7 separate regions of the Mus musculus genome follow, and all the other regions are linked to region 1. Evidence: chromatin contacts called from public Hi-C, HiChIP or PLAC-seq and promoter capture Hi-C data. All regions are on one chromosome and are shown on one strand. The core of a region is the stretch at or near the end of the contact, and the rest is flanking DNA. Distances in the headings are between cores, read along the strand shown.

Region 1 (2,705 bases), core at 109-2,608:
CTTTAAAACCATGATTTTTTTAAGTCTTTTTACTTTCCCGAGTTAAAACAGTTCATTCATAGTTTACAGGTAATTTATCAAAAGCCAGATTTAAAGAAAGAAAGAAAACCCCAATGGTCTAAGGTTGTAGTGTGCATATGTGCCTTGCATGCCTGGCACGATGGAAGCCCTGGGTTCATCCCCACCACTTCATCCACGGGGTGTGGTGACACCCTGAAACCCAGCACCCCAGAGGTACAGGCACAAGGATCATAAGTTCAAGGACGTGCTAGCTAGGGCACCAACTTACAACGCAGCCAGGGTTACCTACATGAGACTCGGTCTCAACATCTGTCTTATGTCCCCACCACCACACTCCCAAGCCAAAATCCCTAACAGCTATAATTCAAAGTCATACTAGTTACTAAGTAGAAGCCAAGCACTTCTGTGTGCTTGGCCAAAGAGTTCATAACATGGCTCGTTATTTCTCATGCCCTGGGCCACAGAAACTTAGAGAAAGAAAAGGAATTCTTTCTGGTGACCACTCAAACTAGTTGTTTTTATAAACTAGCAAAATTAATGGACATGGCGGGCAAGGGGGAACAAGTTTCTACGTTTTTACATTCTGCCAAGTTTTTAGCCCAGGTCAATCGTTGGAAAGAATAAACTTACAAAGCTCGAAATAACTTTTTCGCAGCATATTTTCAACCAGCAAAAACTGGCTGGAAAAGGGAGGGGAGGGGAGAGAAATTAGAAAAGGAAGGAGGAGGCCATCCGGCCATACTCTACGGTAGCGGCTGACAAGCAGCCGGAGGAAGGGGACGGATTTGGACACCGAGCCTCGCGGTCCACACAGACCGCGATGGGCGAGCGAGGGGGCCGGGCGAACACGATCCACGCGCCGAGGAGAAGAATCTACAGTGGGCGAATGAATGGAGGCGCGCCGGCGTGTGGCTAGCGACACGTCAGCGCAGAGCTTGGGGACGGGCGGCCCGCGGCGAGCGCGGGCGGAGAAGCGAGGCCGACCCTGGCGTGGGTCCTGCGGACCGCGGGCTTCGGGCCCGCGCTCGCTGAGGACGCCGAGCTGCGGGGGGTCCCGGGGCGGGGGATAGCATGGCCCACGAGAGCCGGGCCGGGGGTCGGCCGCGGTCCCCAACCCAGCCCCGCGTCTCTCACCTCCGGGGCCGCCTCGGAGCAGCACGGCGGCGGGAAAGGCCAGCAGGAACAGCAGCAGCAGGCGGGGGAGGAGTCTCATGGTACGGCCGGTCAGCGTCCGGTGCGGGTCCGCTAGGGCTCTCGGAGGCTCTGGCGGTAATGGCGTTACTCTTCATCCGGGCCGCGGTGGAGGGGCGGGGCACGCACGCACGCGCGCCATCCGTCGCCCCTCCCCGCCACCGTCGACGTGGCCTCTAAGCGCCCAGGGGCGGGGCCTGCGGGCCGGGAGATCACGTGGCCGGCGGTGGCGGGGACCAGGGGAGCCTACGGGCTCCCGCGAGAGCCTAGCTGAGCAGGCTTATCTCTTCCAGATGCTTAGCATCGCTTTGTCCCCCGTTGCTTTGAGGGGCCAAGGAGTGGAAACTTCCCGCATGTGTGGCAGTTGAAAGACAGAAAGTAAAGGATATGGATAACGACAAAATAAATAAATAAAAATAAAAAGCCGAAAGTGATGTCTCACATTGTAACCCCAGAGTTTGAGAGATGGAGGCAGGAGGATTGCAGCGAGCTGGAGACCAGCCTGGGCTATGTAGCGAGTTCGGGGCAAGACTGGGCTACAGAGTTAATACCTTGTCACAAAATTCTACCCCCCCTGCAATAAACAATCGGAGTTCTGGAGTTTTATTCTTTTAAATTTGACTGTCTCTCTGGTGTATAATTGCCAGTGCACAGATAGATGTAAAGGTCAGTCAAAGGACAACTTCTAGGGAACTGATTCTCTCCACATTTTAGATGGGTTCTGGGCTTGAACTCTGATCATTAGAGGTTCAGTTCTGTAATTTTTCTTAACAACCCAAACTTAGCAATTACCTAGCCTTTCTGCAGTTTCTACGCCAAAGATCTCACTTCTGGCATATTTCTGGCAACTTCAGCTGGTCAGTGTGAAACACTCGGGATGTAGTGGCTGCGCTGAGAACCTCCAGCCACAATCCTGATTCAGGGACTGTCTTGGTTACTTTTCTGTTGCTGTGAAGAGATACCATTACCAAGGCAACTTATAAAAGAAAGTGTTTGATTTGTAGGCTTGTTTACAGTCTCAGAGGGTGAGTTCCTGACCATCGCATCAGAGAGAATGGGAGCAGGCAGGCAGTGCTAACGTGGAAGCTGAGAGCTTATATGTTCAGCCCCAAAGGACAAGGCAGAGAGGTAAGTCCAATGGTACGGACTTTTGAAACCTCAAAGCCCACACCCAACAATGCACCTCCTCACATAAGTCCTTACCAAACAGTTCCACCAACTGGGATGTAACATTCAAACACAAGCCTACTGGGGCAGTTCTCATTCAAACCACTACACAGGTTAAGCAGCCACCAGGATCATTGGAGCCTCTGAGCCACAGAGGGACAAATAAACTCCCCTCAGAATTGTTGAAGATGACTGAAGTGGAAGTCACAGACCATATCTCAACTTAATTAACCCCAGTAGGTTCAGATCAGATGAACACATGTCTGACCTGAACAGGGGAAAGAGACTGTCTATAAATTCTATGAACATTAAGGAGTCAGAAGTGC
Region 2 (2,700 bases), core at 171-2,670, 970 kb after region 1:
ACAGGTGATGTTGCCTTACAATGACACACTGAAATAAAAGCTTATTTCTTTATACAAGTCTGTGTGTCTATGCCACAGATGGCAAGCAAGGGTCAGAAGACAACTCCTGGGAACTGGTTCTCTGTCATTTCACCTTATTGGTTCTGGGCTTGGCCACAGGCTTGGCCTCAGGTGCTCTTACCTGTCAGCTTGCTGGCCTCACCTTATCTCTTAACCTAGTCTTTTTTTTTTTTTTTTTTTTAATGTGAAGGAGGTACGCTTTCTATTACAAAGCTGGAATGGGAGGAAAACTTATCATGTGCACAGCCTGGAAAAGTCCCAGCTTCGCCAGAAACCTGCAACGCTCTAGTAACAATCATGTCTTCACAACTGGGTTCCAGGTGTGGGATAAGATCAAAGAGCAGAAAAACAAGATTGTGATTTCTCCCATACCTTATCACACAAAAGGGTGAGAGACTGGTGATTTCCGAAACTCTATTCCCCTCAAGGGCTAACAATAGGATTTAAAGTAGACTTTAAGCAGAAGTAATGCTATCTAAAATATTTTTCAAACGTTGTCAGTGTCTTTCCCCTCCAAGTCTCAAACTATCTCAACTCACTTGTAACAGAAATGTTTAACTAAAATTCGGGATTCTGATAATCTACTGTAGAAGTAACGCAGATGTAATTCATTCAAACACAAAAAACCAACCAAACAAAAAAACTCAAAACAAACAACTCATGATAGTAAACTAACAAAATCTTTCAGTGTTTTTCCCAAAGAAGAGAAAAGGAAGGAGGAAAGAAGGAAGACACGGAAAGATAGACAGACAAGGTAGGAAGAAAGAAAGGAGAAGAGAATTCAGCTGTAAAGCCCGAAAGAACGTACAGGGATTTCAGCGACATAAACTTAGCAGCCCTGCAAGAACAGTCAACTCGCTGCAAGGCAAACAGTCACCAGGTAACGGAGAGAGCGGACACAGACCCGGAAATGACTCTGAACTGCAAAAACAGCCAAGGGAATCCGAGAGACCAAGTCTCTGAGCACAGAGAGCAGGGTAGAGGAGGGGTCCGGCCCGGGGGTTCTCAGGCCAACAGGGAACGATGCTCTTCCCGGAAGCGCGCGCCCCGACCACCCCGACGGCGGCGGCGTCCACCTTCTCTGTTGACACGGTGTGGGAGCCCACCCGAGTTCTGCCTGACGACGCCTGGCCGCGCAGCAAGACCCCCACCTCCCAGCTCCGCCGCTGTCACCTCCTCGGTCTCCGTCTCCGCCTCCGGGTCTGCTCCCGCGACGGCCGCCTCGGCCGCCACCTCCCCGGAAGGTCTTCACACGCCGGACCCTGCGCGCCACTTCCGCCTAGGCGTCTCTGTGCGCGTGCGCCGGCGCGCGGCTCCGCCCCTTCGCCCTCCCCACCCCCTCGGCTGTTTCTACCTCTCCACCCTGCTCCTGCGTGCTCTGAGCAAGGGTCCTGTCCATCTCGTGGCTTCTGCGACCCAGTTGACTTCACATCCGCGATCGTGAGCCGGGGCGTGTGAAGGATGCCAAGGTTTAGAGTGCTCGAGCCGGATCTCAGCAGCCTGAGGTTCCCTTTCCCCAGCCTCCACCTTTTGATTCAAAGGGATGAAGTTGCTTCTCAACTACTTTCCTGTCCCAGTTCTCCGGACTCACTCCTACCCTTCTGGCCAAGGTGGACTGAAGAAACAGGAAGCCTGCGTCACATGCCCTTACAGTGATGATGGTTTGTAATTGGCCAGAAATGAACCAGGATTGTGTTGACATGCCACTCACTGCTTGAAATGTAAATCCCTGGCTTGGAGTCTGACAAATGTTATAAAATCTCTGATATTTGATCGCCAAATATCATAAATTATTCCACATTGAGAGCTACACTTACAGTTACTGAGATACAATGAAGAAAATGCCAAGATGGGCTTGGCGATAAGGATTATTACGATTACCTTAACCGGAATAGTATTCAAGAGTCTGCTTTGAAAAGGGGTGAATAGTGTCAACAGAAACGTTACAATCCGGTCAGATGTGTGTAAGTTTTAAAATTTCACAAGAATTAGGCATTGGGAAGCATTTATGCCTTAGGAGAGAATCTCTGAAGTGGTGAGGGAAAAGGTCCAGCTAGACATTTTAAAAATACCAGCCTTGCTAAGCCAGTTTTGTATGAAAGTTGAAACTTTAAAAAAAGGGGAGGAAAGAAAAAATCCTAAAGAGAATAACAAAGCCCATTTAGACATTTAGAGATGTCATTCTATGGCTCAACAATAGCAAATAGTAGCAGTAAAACAACTGTCAGCCAAGAAGGAACATTATTTATCAAACACCTGTTGAATGTGCCTATGTGTAGGGTCATATGCATAATTTATAAGTAGCTTATATGGACTTCCAGCCCTTAAGGAGTTATAGGACATAGGTGAGAAGGTAAATGGTAATATAAATCTGGAATACAAGAGGGGTTAAGGTCCACCCACTCTTGCTTAGGCAATCACAATAGCCTAGCTGGCTTCTATTATCTTTTACTTCCTTACAGCCTAATTCTGCCCAAGAGCAGGATTTGATGCTGCTTTGCTCTCAATGCTTTAATGGCTTTTACCATCTCATTGAAACCTAAAACCCTCTCCGTGGTTTGCAACTTGTTCTTGATGGGTCATATCCAAACAACACTTTAGAATTCATCTAACCCCCGTCAGGCACGACATGCCTCACTT
Region 3 (2,983 bases), core at 30-2,529, 580 kb before region 1:
GTCCTCTAGGGACCTTGGGGGTGTCTGCCGACTCTGTGCCCAGGTGACCCAGTGCTGGCGCCGACCAGAAGGGACTTGTGACCCTGGTCAGGCCGGGTTTCCTGCTTTCCTAATGCTGTCTCAGGTCCCGCACGATTGGATTGAAACAGAAGTTGTGTTCCACTCACCAGTGGTCTTCAGATTGCGTGGAAAGTCCTCTAGGGAACTTTGGGGGTGTCCGCCAACTCTGCACCCAAGGTGACCCAGTGCTGGCACCGACCTGAAAGTATAACTGGAGAGTCAAAGCAGAGAGGAAGTACGACCAGGATGGGGTGAGATGCCTATCGAAGATTCAGACTTGGAGTCCACACAGCAACAACAGCTACACCCAAGACCGAAGCTGTTGCACATCCAGTTCCCCTTGAGGATGTCAGTGGTCAACCATAAAATAAATGTGCTGGTTTCAAGCCCTGAGAAAAAGTCTGAGTGAACACATAAATAAGGGCTGAGAGTTGTAGCTCAGCGATCAAGCACTTGCTTCACGTGGAAAAGCCCTCTGTTCAATCGCCAGCATAGCACATAAACATAATAGTCGTTTTAAATAAAGCCCTTCTTCTGCATAAACTAATAGGTTTGGCATCATAATTGTTAGCCTACACTAACAGTGTTAAAACACTATAACAATGCTTAAATATTAAGAAAGTGGAATTCTAATGAGGGCCTAGGAAGGCCTGAGGAAGGATACAAAGGCTGTCAATCAAGTTCACCACTCTGGGAGTGAAACTGTCCAGTGGCCATGCAGAACTGGGTCTACCTAAAAGGGGATCTAGAAATATAAAAGGACAGTGTGTGAGAGAAGGATGAAGCCAAGACAAAATTTCTGATCAAGGCTCCAAGTTTAATTATTCAGCAATATGTTTATATAGGGAAAGCCCACGGAAACAAAGCACCATTTGGTTCAGCTGGATTGTGTTGCAAAGCAAGCTCAATGGGCAGTCTACTCTTCAAAGCTCCTGTAGGAAATTACAAATGCAGCAGGTCTTAAAACCACTGTGGGTCTGTTTAGCCTACTCAAGGCTGGGGGAAGGGCACATGGGAGCACCACCATGCTAAGAGCACCGTCATTTCCAAGCACTTTCGCTTGCTCCAGCCTCTGCATTGGTTTCAGAGAACAAAGGGATGGAGCAATTGGCTAAGCTCAGTGGAATCTGCTGTAAACATGGCTCTCCTACCCACCAGCAGTACAGAATAATTAACTGAACCTAGCAAGGACTGGACCGGTGCAGCCAGAACTAAAGACCTTGAAATAGAGCGTTTCAGTGTACTGGTTTCTCACTGAGGTCATGAGAATCACCCAATAAGGGCTTACTCCCACCCATTCTGTCATTACTGAAGAGAACTACAGAAGCAGTCCAGGAACAGATGAGCAGGGATACTATGAGCAGAGAGGCTGGGATCAGTGTGGGCCCTGGAGACCAGGGGTGGTCAAAGGAGGGAACAGAGCACAGACCTTCACCCCAAGGTCAAAGGAGGGAACAGAGCACAAACCTTCACCCCAAGCCCATGTCGTCCAGATCCTATGGGGCCTTTGTGTTCCTACCATAAAAGTCAGTTTCTGGAGTAGGAGTGGAGCTTCGTGGTCCAGCACTTGCATAGTAAACATGATGTCAATCCCTCACCCAACAAAAAGGCAATCAACTTAAGTTCAGTTGAACTAAAGTCAGTTTACTCTCTTTAATAAAGAGAGGGGGAAAGGCCAATTTTTAGAAGTTTTTCAATGAGGGAAAGGAAGAAATAGGTGAGAGTATCCTGGGAATCTTTTTATAGTATAGAGGGTGAGAATGTTAATTAAAGGAATCTCAGAAACGAAGAGGGCCTGAGAAGGGAAGGGAAGAGAGTTTAATTTTAGGTGTTGTTTTGTCGAGCTAACAACAAAAAGTCACTTCCCCAAGTTACTCGCAGCTATTTTCAGGAGCTTCGTGGACCCCAAAAAAGCTCTAGTCGAAAGCGTGAAGCATAGAAAAACCAATTTAATGAAAAGCTCTCCCAAAGAAGGACCTGTTAGGAGTGAAGAAGAGCACAAACTGGCAAAGCCCTGGGGCGTTAAGTGAGCATCAGAGAAGAACAGGCACCATCCAAACAGTGTTCTTCGAACAGCTAGATCCATCCATGTTTGAAACTGAAAATGTGAAAAAGAAAAACAGATGCTGCTGCACAAGACTTTCCAAAACTGGGTGTCATCGCAGCTGTCAGAATCCAGCAAGTGAGCCTCCTGTGAGCTGGCTAACAATCAACTAGTGACAACTGCCATTATCCCTCCGGAGGACCACACTGCTGGATGAGGCTACAGCCAAGGTCTCTAGTCCTCCTTGAGCCCTGCTGGAAGATTTCTATTTCTATTTTGTGAGTCTAGAATCTGAGTGCCAAGATTGCCCACTGTCACTTTGCTAGTGACAAAGAGATCTGGGCCTGACACCCATCTACCTCTGCATCTTAGTGTTGGGGATTGGTTCCAATGTTTTGAATTCATCCAGCCCCCAAAATCAGGAATTTGTATGTCCAAACACTGAAGGTTCTTGTCCCCAATTGGTTTTTGATCAGTCAATAAAGAGCCAACAGCCAATGGCTGGCCAGGCAGACTGAAGCAGGACCTTTAGATTTGCACAGGCTAGGGACTGGGAAAAGGGAAGAGAGAGGATCGCCATGACTTGGGAGAGAAGGATGGAATGTAAGAGCTGCAGAAGAGAAAGTCAACCAGCCATGTAAGAATTTGGGAAAGTGACCACTGGCCACTTCCCAGATTGGGCCTGGGTTAGCAAGGGAAGCTTTAGAAGTCTCAGGAGCATTGGAGGAGAGCATTTGCTAGCAGGGGAAGGTTTAAGAGTTCCCAACCTTTGAGGTAGTCACAGTATATCAAAAAATTAACTGGTGTGTGTGTGTGTGTGTGTGTGTGTGTGTGTGTGTGTGTGTGTGTGTGTGTGTGAGTGAGTGTGTGTGTGTGTGT
Region 4 (2,700 bases), core at 175-2,674, 660 kb after region 1:
TCTAATGGACCTTGCTCCTACAGTTGGATCCTTAGACTGTTCCTTGTCATTATTATTGGGAATCTCGCTGAGCACATCGTAACTGCTGGTGTACTGTGGTTAGTTTTCAACTAAGGAAACACGGTGATTTCATCTCTAGTCTTTGGTCTGTACTCACAGAAAACCAGAAACTTTCAACTGGGACTCACTGTGAAACGTTTCCATTACACAAGGCACTAAAACCCAACTCTGAACTTCAAACTGAACTTGGTCTAAGACTGAACTTGGGTTTATTCTGTATTGCACTACTCTGTTTTGGGTGGCTTACTGGACCCAAACTTACATAGTAATTCACTGGTTTTCTACATCCTTCCAAGTCTAATCTCTTGAACACCAGCTTCTCACTGAAGCTTAAATCCCACCTCCTCTGTGGCACTGTGCCACTGTCCTCAATGTATTCCTCCCCTGTCGCTTGTCCTATTGGGCCCTTAATTGCTGGTGACTGTCCCTCATGCCTTGAAAGCAAGACTGTCTCTCATGTCTCGGCAAAGCCAAAAAAGAGGGTGTGCAAAGGAAACTGGGCTGAGGACAGAGCACATCACCTCTGGGGAGGATGGCCTTCGCAGCCTACGGCAGGCAAGTCATTTAACCTTTCCAGGTGCCACATTAAGTTACTGTGAACCCCACAATACCGCTACGATTTAGACATTAAAGGAAAAAACAAAACAAAACAAAACCTTTGGGCCCAAACAGGAACAAGCCATCTAGATCTGGAATCCCGTTCAAGGCACACTCTATGGTTTCCCACTACCATTCTTCCTCTAGTACCATCTTTCTACGGCAAATGATGAGTTACAAAGGACTCACTTTCTACACCCTAAGAAATCAGGATTCTTCTATCTCACCAAGCATTCCACTGCCCCACACCCGGAATCTTCCTCAATTCTCTGCACAATGCACATCCAAGCGGGTGTGTCGCCAGAATGAGCAGGGTCCTATTCCGTGTTCCCTCCGCCAGGCGGCTTCCAGGAATCTGTACCGCTCGCCCGGCCAGCCGCTGGAAAGGCGGTCGCTGAATGAAAGGACCAGGCACGGCTAACGGCCGCCTACAGGGATCTGAACCCCTGACTCTGCCCAGGCCTCCGCGAACTGGCTTTCTGCTCCCCGAGGGGAGGACGGTGACATTTGCCTGGAGGTCCAGACCGAGCCACGCGGCCCGCCCCGCACGCACGTGGGGAGCGGAGTCCATTCCGATGCCCCGGCCGGGTCGCGTAGGCTCCGGGTCACCCCGCCGCCCTGCTGCTTTCCTACCGCTGCGCCTCACCTGCCGCTCGCCCTGAGCACTGTACTTATTCCCCGGCTTCAGTCCCAGACTCTTCTCCAGCAGCCTCAACTCCGCGGCCGCCGCCATCTTCTGGCCCAGCTCCTAGGGAGGCGGGGCCTGCACAGCTAGGACCTTGATTGAGCAGGAAGTCCGGCCCCACAGATGTCTCCCACGATTGGCTGGGAGGACGGCAAGCGCGCCTGCGCGAAAGGGGCGGAGTCAGCTCAAGGCAGGGGGCGGTTCGTAATTAAGGGCGGGGCCAACCACATTCGGAGTCCGGTGGATTGCTCACAGTAGGCAGAGGAGAGCACGGAGTGTAGACAGTTTCACAGAAGAATGTATCCGAATCTTAGTTTTGTTTTCTGAGACAGGGTTTCTCTGTATAGCCCTGACTAACCTGGAACTCACTCTGTAGACCAGGCTAGCCTCGAACTCAGAAATTCGCCTGCCTCTGCCTCCCAAATGCTGGGATTAAAGGCATGCACCACCACTGCCTGGCTGAATGTATCCGAATCTTAAAGATTGAATCATTCATTACAATGCTTATAAAACTATTGTAGATCAGAAGAATAATTTAGATTATTTGTTTTATAAATATAAAGCATTGATTCCCAAACTCGTCAAATAGTTCTCCAAATAAGAAAATTATAGAACAATCTTAAATTAAAATAAGGATAAGGGCCAGTGACCTAGCAAGGGAACTTGAGATCTGTGGTTGTTTGAACGAAAATAAGCCCCCAACCGGGCGTGGTGGTGCACGCCTTTAATCCCAGCACTCGGGAGGCAGAGGCAGGGGCAGGCAGATTTCTGAGTTCGAGGCCAGCCTGGTCTACAAAGTGAGTTCCAGGACAGCCAGGGATACACAGAGAATCCCTGTCTCGAACCCCTCCTCTCCCCCCCCCCCAAAAGAAAGAAAATGAGCCTCCATATGCTCACCGGGAGTGTCACTATTGGCGTGACCTCGTTGGAGTAGGTGTGGCCTTGTTAGAGAAAATGTGGCAGTGGGGGTGGGCTTTGAGGTTTCAGATCCTAGTGGCATTCTTTTTTTTTTTTTTTCCTTGCCTCCTGCTGATCCAGATATAAAACTCTTGGCTCCTTCAGCATCATGTCTGCCTGCCTGGGGCCATGAGACTCACTGTAATGATAATGGACTAAATTTCTGAACCCGTAAGGCAGCCCTAACTAAATGTTTTTCTTTATAAAAGTTAATAGTAACTCATGGTGTCTCTTTACAACAATAGAAACTCTAACTGAGACAAGTTGAATCCTTATGTGGTGGTTTGAATAAAAATGGTGATTATAGGCAAATGAACAGTGACCAAGACAGAAGCTGGTACCAGGAACCAAGATGTTGCTGTGACAGGCTTGATTATTCTGTTTGTTGGGGTGTAGTCTCC
Region 5 (2,909 bases), core at 41-2,540, 650 kb before region 1:
CCAAACTTAGCAGCACATGGAACTCTGGGTGACAGTTAATATCCAAACCATAACAGAACTCAAGATGACACCATTATGGATTGATTTCTGAAACAGGTGAGCCAAAAACCACTCGTCAGACCCAAGTCCTGGCTCTTGGTTGACAAAATGAGTTCCCATAACTCCTTGAGGGAGTGGCTTGCTCGTTTTTTCCTACGAGGCTGCATTACATGTTATAGAAAAAAATGCCATCTGTCATGCAAGGAGAGAATATTTTTATTGAGAAGTCTTCTAAAAATACATTGTACATTCTCAATGGGATATAATTCATCTCTTCCTGCCATGGGAAAGAGTGTTGCCTGTTGCTCTGCAGCATCACTGGCCTTGGCCGTGAGTTTGATGAACTGCATAGAGTGGGGTTAGGATTAAGAAAGCTGAGGCAGAGCGGCAAGAGTCCATGGAGGGCAGCATCTTTGTGTGAGAAGCGGTGTCAGTCACCTCTCCTAGTTGAACTAGCCTTTCAGGGAGGCCATGGGCCCATGAACTGTCTCCATGGGTAAAAGCACTTACCTCACAAACCTGGTGACTTGAGTGCCACTCGCAGAACCCACAGAGAAAGGAGAGAATTGACTCCCAAAAGTTACCTTCTGACTTCCACATGATCATACACACGCAAACACACAGAAAGACAACACAGATATACACTAAAAAAATAAATAAAATAAAAATGTTAAAAGGGTAATCCTTCCTCCTGGTGCTGTTGGCCCAGAAATGGAAGATGGCTTACTTCTCAGAGGGAATGCACCACCCAGCTCTGTGTGGGCTCCTAGGACAAGCTCCTGTTCCGCTGGCCCAACCCCAGGGCCAAAGCCAGACAAGAACAAATCCAAAAACCCGGTTCCAGATCCTAAGTTCTAGTATACCACCCTCAAAATGTCACATGTGCCTGCTGGCGTTAGCCAGCTCTGAGACTCACATCAGTGGGGTGTACGCTGATAGAAAACACATGGTGGCCTGAAGCTCATTTTTCCTGAGTTTACAGCTCCAGTGGGGGACAAAGATTCTAAAAGGGGCTGTTCTGAAGAGTCCTGCAGGACCTCTTCCTGTGAAAGCGAGAAGTCACCTTTCAACCTAGCCCATACCTGCCCATATGCGCATGCGCATGTTCAGAGATATGCGCGCGCGCGCGCACACACACACTTGCTATTTCAAGTATGTGAAAGCCCCCTGGAACAGTATTCAAATGCCCCTCCCCGCTGTCTGTCTTTGTCTTCTCACAGTATATTTCCCAGAGACTAGTATTCGAGAAGTGAAACTGAACATACTACTCCTTCAGGGGGAGGACGAGCTTCGGAGGTCTTTTTATTGGGCTGGCTTACCATTGGGCACACACAACCCCCTCGCCATGAATGGTGTCGCAGCTGCCCTCCTTGTGTGGATTCTGACTTCTCCGAGCAGCAGTGACCATGGCAGCGAAAATGGTTGGCCCAAGCACACGGCCTGCAACAGTGGGGGCTTGGAAGTAGTCTACCAGAGCTGTGGTAAGGTCTTATGAAATGGCTGCTTGTGCTTATGGGGAAATTAAAGCTACACGTGGGCAATACGAACACTGGGTGAGTATGGGCGAGGGATGAGGTTATCAGCCTCTCCGTGCTTTTTGCTGCTACGGTGAGCTTTTGTCTTGGCAGCCGTGAGGAGGGAAAGGCCAGGGACAGTGGAAGAGCCTTCTGAAAATAACGAAGACCACAGAAAGAGAGAAATGAACAGTCTAGATATGGAACGAAGTCTAAGAGCTCAGCCCTGCCCTCTCCCCCAAGAACAAGTGATCAGTAAGCTTTTCTTCCCAAATCCTGCGCCTACGCTGGCTTTTCACCTCAGCCATTTTGCAAACTGGGTGAGCATCAAGTCACTTTTGTCAGAGACTCTGTCCTTCAGCCGCTCCCTCTAGAGTTCTTGTCATGCCGCACTGTGCCACCCATTAAAGCAGCAAGCACGTCAGAAGTAGCATCCAATGCCAGGGTTTCCCCAGGGGCAAGGACAGCGAAGGGGAGTGCTGTGGTTGGCCTGTGTCCTGGAGCATGTATTAGAAACTTAACCTCAGTGCAACTGTTTGAGAGGTGGCATATACTGAGACGCGTTGGGCTGGGAGAGCCCCGCTGTTGGCACCACGAACCAGAACTTAGGAGTGGGTTAGTTCTAAAGTCTGAATGTGGTACCTCACCTCACTTTTTCCTTCTGTGACGCTATGACACAGCGAGGAAAAATGAGCCTTGGGATCGATTTCCAATGGGCAGTAGAACAAATGGCTTGTGGAAAGGCAGACATTTATGAAACCTGGAAATCTGTAGGGAAACGGGACAGATGAGCTGAAGAGTATGCAAAGGAGACTCTGAGCCTCTGTGTTGGTCCCACCGCTCGCTGAGAATAAATGAAAGCAAACTAGCTGAGCCCGGATTCTGCCACCCAACTTTGGTTTCTGGGGTAATTCAATGGATTCTTTTAAATTTCCTTTTAAAAGGAACCTTGAAGTGCATTTTAAAAATTAAAAATAAGAAAAAGAAAAGGACGCGCTGGGTGGAGAAAGTGCTGACCTCATGATGCTTGCTGTTCTTGGGACAAATGGGAGCCTAGACGTCTGGGGACTTGCTCACTTCAGGAGTAGGATGACAGCCGGATTGGGTCACGTGGACTACTTGGGATTTGATTTTCCGAGACATTAAGCCTCATGTGACTGGCTATTCCATGTCTAAGATTCTCCCTCAGATTGTAACTGAGTCTCATGTGTCCTTTCACTCACCTGGGTCTGTCAGGGAAAGAACGGGGACATAATGTGCTGCCACACTGTCTGCAGTGCTGCATCTATTTGTAGATGGTACTTCTCTGCAGAGTAATTAAATCTCAGAAATAAGCCCTGGGCACTTGGAATAAAG
Region 6 (2,907 bases), core at 369-2,868, 640 kb after region 1:
TACTGCTTCAAAATTTAAAACTTCCGCCTCAAAGACACAATCAACAGAATGATAGGCAACCAGGCAAGTGAGAAAAATGCCTGCAAACACCTGCTATGGGTACTGAGGAGACAGATGTGTGTGTGTGTGTGTGTGTGTATGTGTGTGTGTGTGTGTGTGTGTGTGTGTGTGTGTGCGCGTGTGTATCAGCATTAATGGTATAGCGGCCAGCAAAGTTGCCTTTCAAGAATATATCAAGAACTATAACTCAATAACAGAATCTACTTACACGAGCAAAGGACTTAAATGGATATTAGATGACTACCTAAAAAATGGGTAGTCAGTTAAGCACATTAACCAAATATTAGAGGAAATGAAAATCACAACAGGGAGTGTCATCTCACACGCATTAGAATAACTAGTACCAAAGACAAGAGTTGGTGATGACAGGTGACTAGAAAATGGTATAGCAAATACAGAACATGCCAACTCCTCAAAAAGTTTAAAGAATAATCAAATGACCCAAAAATCCACTACTGGAGATACAGTCCCAAGAACTGAACACAGGACCTCCGAAGGATGTCTATATATTCATATTCAAAACAGCCTTATTTCCGAGAGTGGAGCTGTCCAAGTCCTCAGAGGCACTGGACCAGTCAAATTCACAGTGGCATGAGGAGTTATGGTTTAATGCATACAAAGTTTTGCAAGATGAAAAACATTTGCGGATGGAGTCATGGTGGCCCAACAACAGCCATACAACGACTAATCTTCACTGAGATTGCACAGAGAAAGAATTCTAACTTAGTCTTAACACACACACACAATACTACTGGATCCCAAATTAAACCTAAGAAACAATGTGAAACACAGTTTAAACAGTCGCAGCCAGCTCAGCTGGGGCCGCCCACAGATCTGGTAAGAGTAAAATGGGAACCGCACAGATGGTAAGCCACCACTCTCCAGGCAGTGTAGGACTGTAGCCCAAAGTTGGTGGAATAGGCGGGTTGAGCAGGGAGTTGAGGGAAGCAGTGGAAACTGCAATTGGAGGCTTCTTCGCGGTTAACGGGGACTTCTGAGGTTTAGGAATTAAAGCTAGTTGTTATTGTAATAATTTAGGTCGAAATCTACTAAGGCTGAAAGGGGACAGCTCAGACCGGTACACTGTATGGTACTGAGCGCTGTGTTTCAGGACGTTTTCCCAAGTGTTCTTCCTGGCATGACCCCCAAGGCGCAGAGGACAGAGGACGAGAGGGTGAAGGACCGAAGTCACCCTACTACGTGTGGGGCTCCAACTAGTTCCCATTCTCCGCTTGTGCGCCCTTCGCCCATTGCACGTAACTGGGTCCTGCGAGCTGGGACCTTTCGTCTCGAGGCGGGCCAGGCAGCTGAGGGCTACAGGGGAGCCGGGGAGCACCAGGAGGGGCGGTCCCCAGCACGCTGCCCCCACCCCGCACGGAGGACCACGCCCTCCACTCCGTACCCTTGATAATGAGGTGCGCCGCACCCGGAGTCCCCAGTGAGTCCCGCTTCTTGCCGCCCTGGGCGGCGTCGCACGCTACAGGGGTCTCGGTGCCTCCGCCACTCATCCCGACCAGTTCCGCCCACCCGCGGCGTCCACGGCGCAGGCACGGACCTTTAGGGAGAGAGACGCTCTGGTGTTACGTCATCACAGGGCGTCGGAGTCGTTGGGTTCGGGGAAGGCGCCGGGAGTGTAGCCGATGCGGCCATGCTGGATGAGGGCAGATGATCTGCGTATGGGAGGTGTTTGAAAATTACTTGTTTCTCGGTTATCCCATCCTACGCCGGTAGGAACTAAACTCACTATGGTTGGAGCAAGGCGCGGCGAGCAGAAGAATAACAGTAGTAGTATATACATAGTTTCTACATTGTTACTGGCCACCACTATTTTATAAAGCATTTTGACATGTATTGTCACCTTAGGGTCATCATAGCAACCTGAGGAGACAGATCATAATTTTTTTAACAAATAAAGCAACACGGTTAGAGGTTAAGAAACTCGTTTTTGTTTTGTTTAGGTTTTTTGTTGTTGCTTGGTTGGGTGTTTGAGATGGTCTCCCTAAATTAGACTAATAAGTGCTGACATTTGATATATTCCATAATGTTCATTTTCTCAACAAATTGTCATGCTTCAAAGAGAGCAATGCACGGCCTCCCAGTGGTTTTTACCTCCTCATCATCCAGGGGTTCTTCCTTAGGACTCAGCTGTGACCGCTTCCTCCGCTACTCTCTTCTGAACAATGAACAATGTCATCCTAAAGGGTCTTAGTCCAGTCTGAAGGAGGAACGTAAAGCGACATAAACGGCAGGAAGAGGAATCGTTCCATACCTGTGGATACTAGCTGTTGAGGGGATCAGGAAAGACTTCCCAGAAAAGACCAGTGTTTGTCTCCAGTCTTGAAGTGAGACATGGAGAGAATAACTAGGTGAAGCAGGAATTGGGGGATTATCGCAGAAGAAATGGTAAACCCCCAAAGGAGGACAAATAAAAAATTTAATTTCCTAGCTTTTTAATCAATATGTAGAAATCATAGTTTTCAAAGACATTTGTTATTCTCCTCACTTCCAAGAAATTTCATATTCATTTTTCTGCATTGTAGAAAAAAATTTCTTTCCCTTTGCATAATTTCCTTTATGACTGTGCACCATGAAGACTCACTACAATATGTGAAATTGAATGCTTTTCTTACATTAATGTGGCTGTTTGTTTTTTTTTTTAAATGTTGATTCTGGATTTCACCTCTGAAATTTGCCAACTCTGTGTTGTGATAAAGAAATTCTAGTTGCCATAATTAACACTTTGGAAATAGAATTGGGTCTTCAGATAGTTTCCAATAAAGCGTCAGCGAAGGCAAAGAAGCCGGAACCTGAGCTCTCTGGATCCCAGCATTCCTGCCCTCCGGCAAG
Region 7 (2,948 bases), core at 413-2,912, 620 kb after region 1:
CAAGAGGAAAAATGCACGATGTCAGCATATTCAGGATGGCATGGCTGGAACAACCGCAGTTGGGAGCTCTGAGCTGTCACCCAAAGAGCACAGAAATACTAAGCCCCCTGATATGTTGGCATCAACCGCCTTAATCAATGTTCTCTGAAAAGGGGTGAACTCACAGTCACATTCAGAGCAACGAGGCCCATCATCTGAGCCTTCTCTCTGAGGCAAGGCCCGACAGCCAGATGGCCCCCATGGTTTTCCACTCATTCTTCTTGTCACTGCTCCTGTCTTCTAACTAGTTCATCCTGGATGCTGCTACAACATTTACCTCTCCCAGGTCTGAAAGTTCATGAAATCATTTCCATTTCTTCAGAACCAACATTCTAATGTAAAGTGAGCATCCCCAAGTTCAAAATGTTTTAAAATTTAAGACCTTCAGAGAGCTGGCATGACGGTACAAGTAGAGACTTCCACACCAGACCCCATGTGTCTCAGGAAAGACTCCGGTCATAAAATATTGCACAGCCACTGCCAGGCTGGTGTGAACCCCTGAGTTCCTCAGACCTTCCCATCACCAGTCTAACTTTACTTCTGCTCCGACAAAGGGAACTGGTCTGCAGGCTAGCAGGCAGCTTTGCCGTCTGTGACTGCTCTGCCCTTCTGCTGGTCCACTGATTCCTGACATGCTTGCGGATCCCTGCTACGCGCCTCGTCCTGCTCTTGCTGGGTTCCTCCCTTCTCGGCTCCTCCTCATCTACCTGCTGCCTTTGCGTCTTAGCCCTTGCTCTGGGCACACCGACCTCCTTGCTCTTTCCACTGTGCCGGCCGACCATACTCCCACCACGAGGCATTTGCACTTCCTGCTCCTCAGAACACGTTTCTCCCAAGTCTCCTGCAAGTCTGTCTGTGTCTTACTTATTTTACAAATGAGGAACTAACAACAGGACCTCAGGATGGACATGATCATTCATGAGAAAGATAGCAAACATGCCCACTAAGAGATTAAGTATTATCAATAAGAACCACGTAACTGGGGAGTAAGCTACGTGAGTGCGAGGACCTAAGTTTGAATTTCCAGCTGCTGTGTCTGCACACCCCACACTGAGGGTAAAGGCAGTCTAGCCAAAACTCTGAGACCCAGGGTCATTGTGAGATCTACATCACAATCTGGTTCACAAGTGAGTTCCAGACCAGCCTAAGCCACAGGAAAGACCCTGTCTCAAAAGTCACTCTTGAGCAGTGTCAAGTGGTGGTGCGCTGAGGACCCTGTTCACCCTACTACCCTCACACAAAGCCCTCACTCACTCTCCCTGTCCTCTGATGAAGTGCTTTCAGTTGTGAATTCCCTCAGCAGAGGCAGACTGCTACAGGACCACCCTCTGTTACAGCTGCTGAAGCTGGAAGCCATCTGTCTGTCTTCTTCTCCCTGCCTAGGGCTAACGACCCGTCCACATCAGGGCAGGGACAGCGGTTTCTCTTTCAGAAAACTGTGAAGCCTCCACCTCCTGGATGCAGCCAGCAGATTTCATTTTCAAAAGCTTTATCCTCAGCGGCTATTAACAAACTTTCCTAGATCACAGATGACATCTAAGGACGGGGGATTAGCTTACCAATCATTTTTCTTCCTTAACAAAACAAGAGAGGAGTTGATTAGATCTGCCTTCTTCCTGCGGCAGTGAGTATGACCTCACCATCCCTAAGCATGGTGCTATCATTTCCTGTTCGTCTTTTTTCCTTCCTGGCTCTGTGAACAGATCTTAAAAATCTGTGTTTCTGTCCTCGGGTCATTTTCATTTTTGGATCACCCCAAGTGCAGTGTGAAGAAAAGTTGAAGGGCCATGTGACTTCTGCTGTCACCTGTCACAGCACCCCTGCCCCAAGATTATAACTACATCATCCCCCTCCCCTTTCCTCCTCTAAAACCTGCCCATCCACTCTTCTTGCTCTCTTTTCAGGCCATGGCCTCTTTGTTCGTTATTACAACAAGCATACATGGACATCCATGCATAGCCTACATGTGACCTGTGCAGTCTGTAAATGTTACTTGCATGCATGCTTTCAGGGCTGAGCATTTGGTTCTGAAGAGCAAGCTACTGTGCTCGTCTCTGGGAAGACCATGTCTCCTGCTCCCACCACTCCTTAGCTGCCTGTAGCTCTTTGAGTGGGGCTGAGGCCTGTGGGCTTTTCCCCATCCACTTTGGCATGTCTGTGGGTGTCACCTGTGCTTAGCTCATGCTTAGACTGTCATGGTGATGAGACTTCATGTGTGTAGCTTCTGTCATTACTAGGAGACACAGTCTCACAGCAAACTCCCTGGGCCTCTGGCTCTTACAGTCTTTCTGCCCCTTCTTCAATGTCCCCTGGGCCTTGGATTCCGGAGTGTTAAGCAGATATATTCATTGGGACTAGGCTCTACAAATTTGCATTCTGACTAGTTATGGTTTTTTGTGGTGGCTCTGTCTACAGTAAAAAGAAATGTCTTGGATGAGGCCTGAAGCCTATACTTATCTGTAGGCTGTCACAGCCTTTACAAACTTCTTTTGGATGAAGGGGATAAGCCTACACTTGTCTTCCTCTACAGAACTGTCTCCATGTTTGGAAACAAGATCCGTCTTCAGAATTTGCCTCCCTGTGAAGTTATCCACATTCCAGCCACATAGAAACAACACAGAAAAGGCTTTTTTATTTCATGTTGTGTGTGTGTGTGTGTGTGTGTGTGTAGGTACATGTGCTCTAAAAGGTCAAAGGGCAGCTTTGGATTTGGTTCTCTCGTTCCACTGTGTGGGTTCTAGGCATCAAACTCGGGCTGTCAGGCTTGGCAGCAAGTGCCTTTCCCCACTGAGCTTTTCTGAACTTTTAGTTTTCCTTTCTAAAACCTATAAATAAATAATCACCTGACCACTCTATAAAAGTCCCATCCTTAGTGATCAGTGTGACCAAGAGAAGGCTCATATTGTACC

What was found. Promoter capture Hi-C pulls out the DNA fragments that hold promoters and counts their contacts. A called contact is a pair of places that touch in the nucleus more often than the background predicts. HiChIP or PLAC-seq counts read pairs in DNA pulled down with a chosen protein or histone mark. Capture Hi-C pulls out chosen DNA fragments and counts their contacts.
Region 2: a Hi-C map of uterus shows a contact between it and region 1, with 8 times the contacts expected there. The contact joins the promoter of 5033403F01Rik here to the promoter of Ssr1 in region 1. A contact is called at or near these places in 3 of 39 promoter capture datasets (hippocampal neurons, liver and pre-B cells), 1 of 484 Hi-C or Micro-C datasets (uterus) and 1 of 9 other capture datasets (adipose tissue).
Region 3: an H3K27ac HiChIP or PLAC-seq map of microglia shows a contact between it and region 1, with 5 times the contacts expected there. The contact joins the enhancer-like site here to the promoter of Ssr1 in region 1. A contact is called at or near these places in 7 of 39 promoter capture datasets (cranial neural crest, frontonasal cranial neural crest, liver and 3 more) and 8 of 115 datasets of contacts at active chromatin or transcription factors (bone marrow-derived macrophages, embryonic forebrain, embryonic limb bud and 4 more).
Region 4: a contact with region 1 is called in a promoter capture Hi-C map of adipose tissue. The contact joins the promoter of Eef1e1 here to the promoter of Ssr1 in region 1. A contact is called at or near these places in 19 of 39 promoter capture datasets (the 3T3-L1 cell line, 3T3-L1-derived adipocytes, the C10 cell line and 11 more), 10 of 484 Hi-C or Micro-C datasets (CD8 T cells, the G1E-ER4 cell line, cortical neurons and 2 more), 12 of 115 datasets of contacts at active chromatin or transcription factors (the SCID.adh cell line, astrocytes, craniofacial prominence and 5 more) and 2 of 9 other capture datasets (adipose tissue and liver).
Region 5: a Hi-C map of B cells shows a contact between it and region 1, with 13 read pairs. The contact joins the promoter of Ly86 here to the promoter of Ssr1 in region 1. A contact is called at or near these places in 9 of 39 promoter capture datasets (the 3T3-L1 cell line, the C10 cell line, embryonic stem cells and 4 more), 1 of 484 Hi-C or Micro-C datasets (B cells), 3 of 115 datasets of contacts at active chromatin or transcription factors (large pre-B cells, microglia and pro-B cells) and 1 of 9 other capture datasets (liver).
Region 6: a contact with region 1 is called in an H3K27ac HiChIP or PLAC-seq map of extraembryonic endoderm stem cells, with 8 times the contacts expected there. The contact joins the promoter of Bloc1s5 here to the promoter of Ssr1 in region 1. A contact is called at or near these places in 18 of 39 promoter capture datasets (the 3T3-L1 cell line, 3T3-L1-derived adipocytes, the HPC-7 cell line and 11 more), 14 of 484 Hi-C or Micro-C datasets (B cells, the G1E-ER4 cell line, Th1 cells and 7 more), 16 of 115 datasets of contacts at active chromatin or transcription factors (the 230-238 cell line, the SCID.adh cell line, astrocytes and 10 more) and 3 of 9 other capture datasets (adipose tissue, embryonic stem cells and liver).
Region 7: a contact with region 1 is called in a promoter capture Hi-C map of the HPC-7 cell line, with 4 times the contacts expected there. The contact joins the enhancer-like site here to the promoter of Ssr1 in region 1. A contact is called at or near these places in 14 of 39 promoter capture datasets (the 3T3-L1 cell line, 3T3-L1-derived adipocytes, the HPC-7 cell line and 9 more), 1 of 15 datasets of contacts at CTCF or cohesin (the NIH/3T3 cell line) and 5 of 115 datasets of contacts at active chromatin or transcription factors (astrocytes, craniofacial prominence, embryonic fibroblasts and 2 more).

The regions. Positions count from the first base shown.
Region 1 is chr13:37,992,850-37,995,554 of GRCm38.p6, forward strand. It overlaps Ssr1 (signal sequence receptor, alpha), which reads right to left and starts at 1,359. Exons shown (of 8, transcript NM_025965.4): 1 at 1,156-1,359. The coding sequence starts at 1,234.
Region 2 is chr13:38,959,199-38,961,898 of GRCm38.p6, forward strand. It overlaps 5033403F01Rik (RIKEN cDNA 5033403F01 gene), which reads left to right and starts at 1,421. Exons shown (of 3, transcript NR_131019.1): 1 at 1,421-2,024. Slc35b3 (solute carrier family 35, member B3) reads right to left here and starts at 1,339. Exons shown (of 10, transcript NM_134060.4): 1 at 1,234-1,339.
Region 3 is chr13:37,409,857-37,412,839 of GRCm38.p6, forward strand. The region is part of intron 3 of Ly86 (lymphocyte antigen 86); the gene reads left to right. Among named protein-coding and RNA genes, the nearest start is that of Gm4035, 24 kb to the right of the region's middle. Within about 2 kb of position 1,280, at least 3 of the 459 cell types and tissues checked have an H3K27ac peak or open chromatin away from gene starts, as enhancers often do. A contact at or near this core is called in microglia, where this site is marked.
Region 4 is chr13:38,657,604-38,660,303 of GRCm38.p6, forward strand. Eef1e1 (eukaryotic translation elongation factor 1 epsilon 1) reads right to left here and starts at 1,425. Exons shown (of 4, transcript NM_025380.2): 1 at 1,304-1,425. The coding sequence starts at 1,390.
Region 5 is chr13:37,344,055-37,346,963 of GRCm38.p6, forward strand. Ly86 (lymphocyte antigen 86) reads left to right here and starts at 1,291. Exons shown (of 5, transcript NM_010745.2): 1 at 1,291-1,520. The coding sequence starts at 1,385.
Region 6 is chr13:38,633,474-38,636,380 of GRCm38.p6, forward strand. Bloc1s5 (biogenesis of lysosomal organelles complex-1, subunit 5, muted) reads right to left here and starts at 1,619. Exons shown (of 5, transcript NM_139063.3): 1 at 1,463-1,619. The coding sequence starts at 1,568.
Region 7 is chr13:38,612,824-38,615,771 of GRCm38.p6, forward strand. The region is part of intron 3 of Bloc1s5 (biogenesis of lysosomal organelles complex-1, subunit 5, muted); the gene reads right to left. Among named protein-coding and RNA genes, the nearest start is that of Bloc1s5, 21 kb to the right of the region's middle. Within about 2 kb of position 1,663, at least 26 of the 459 cell types and tissues checked have an H3K27ac peak or open chromatin away from gene starts, as enhancers often do. A contact at or near this core is called in the HPC-7 cell line and liver, where this site is marked.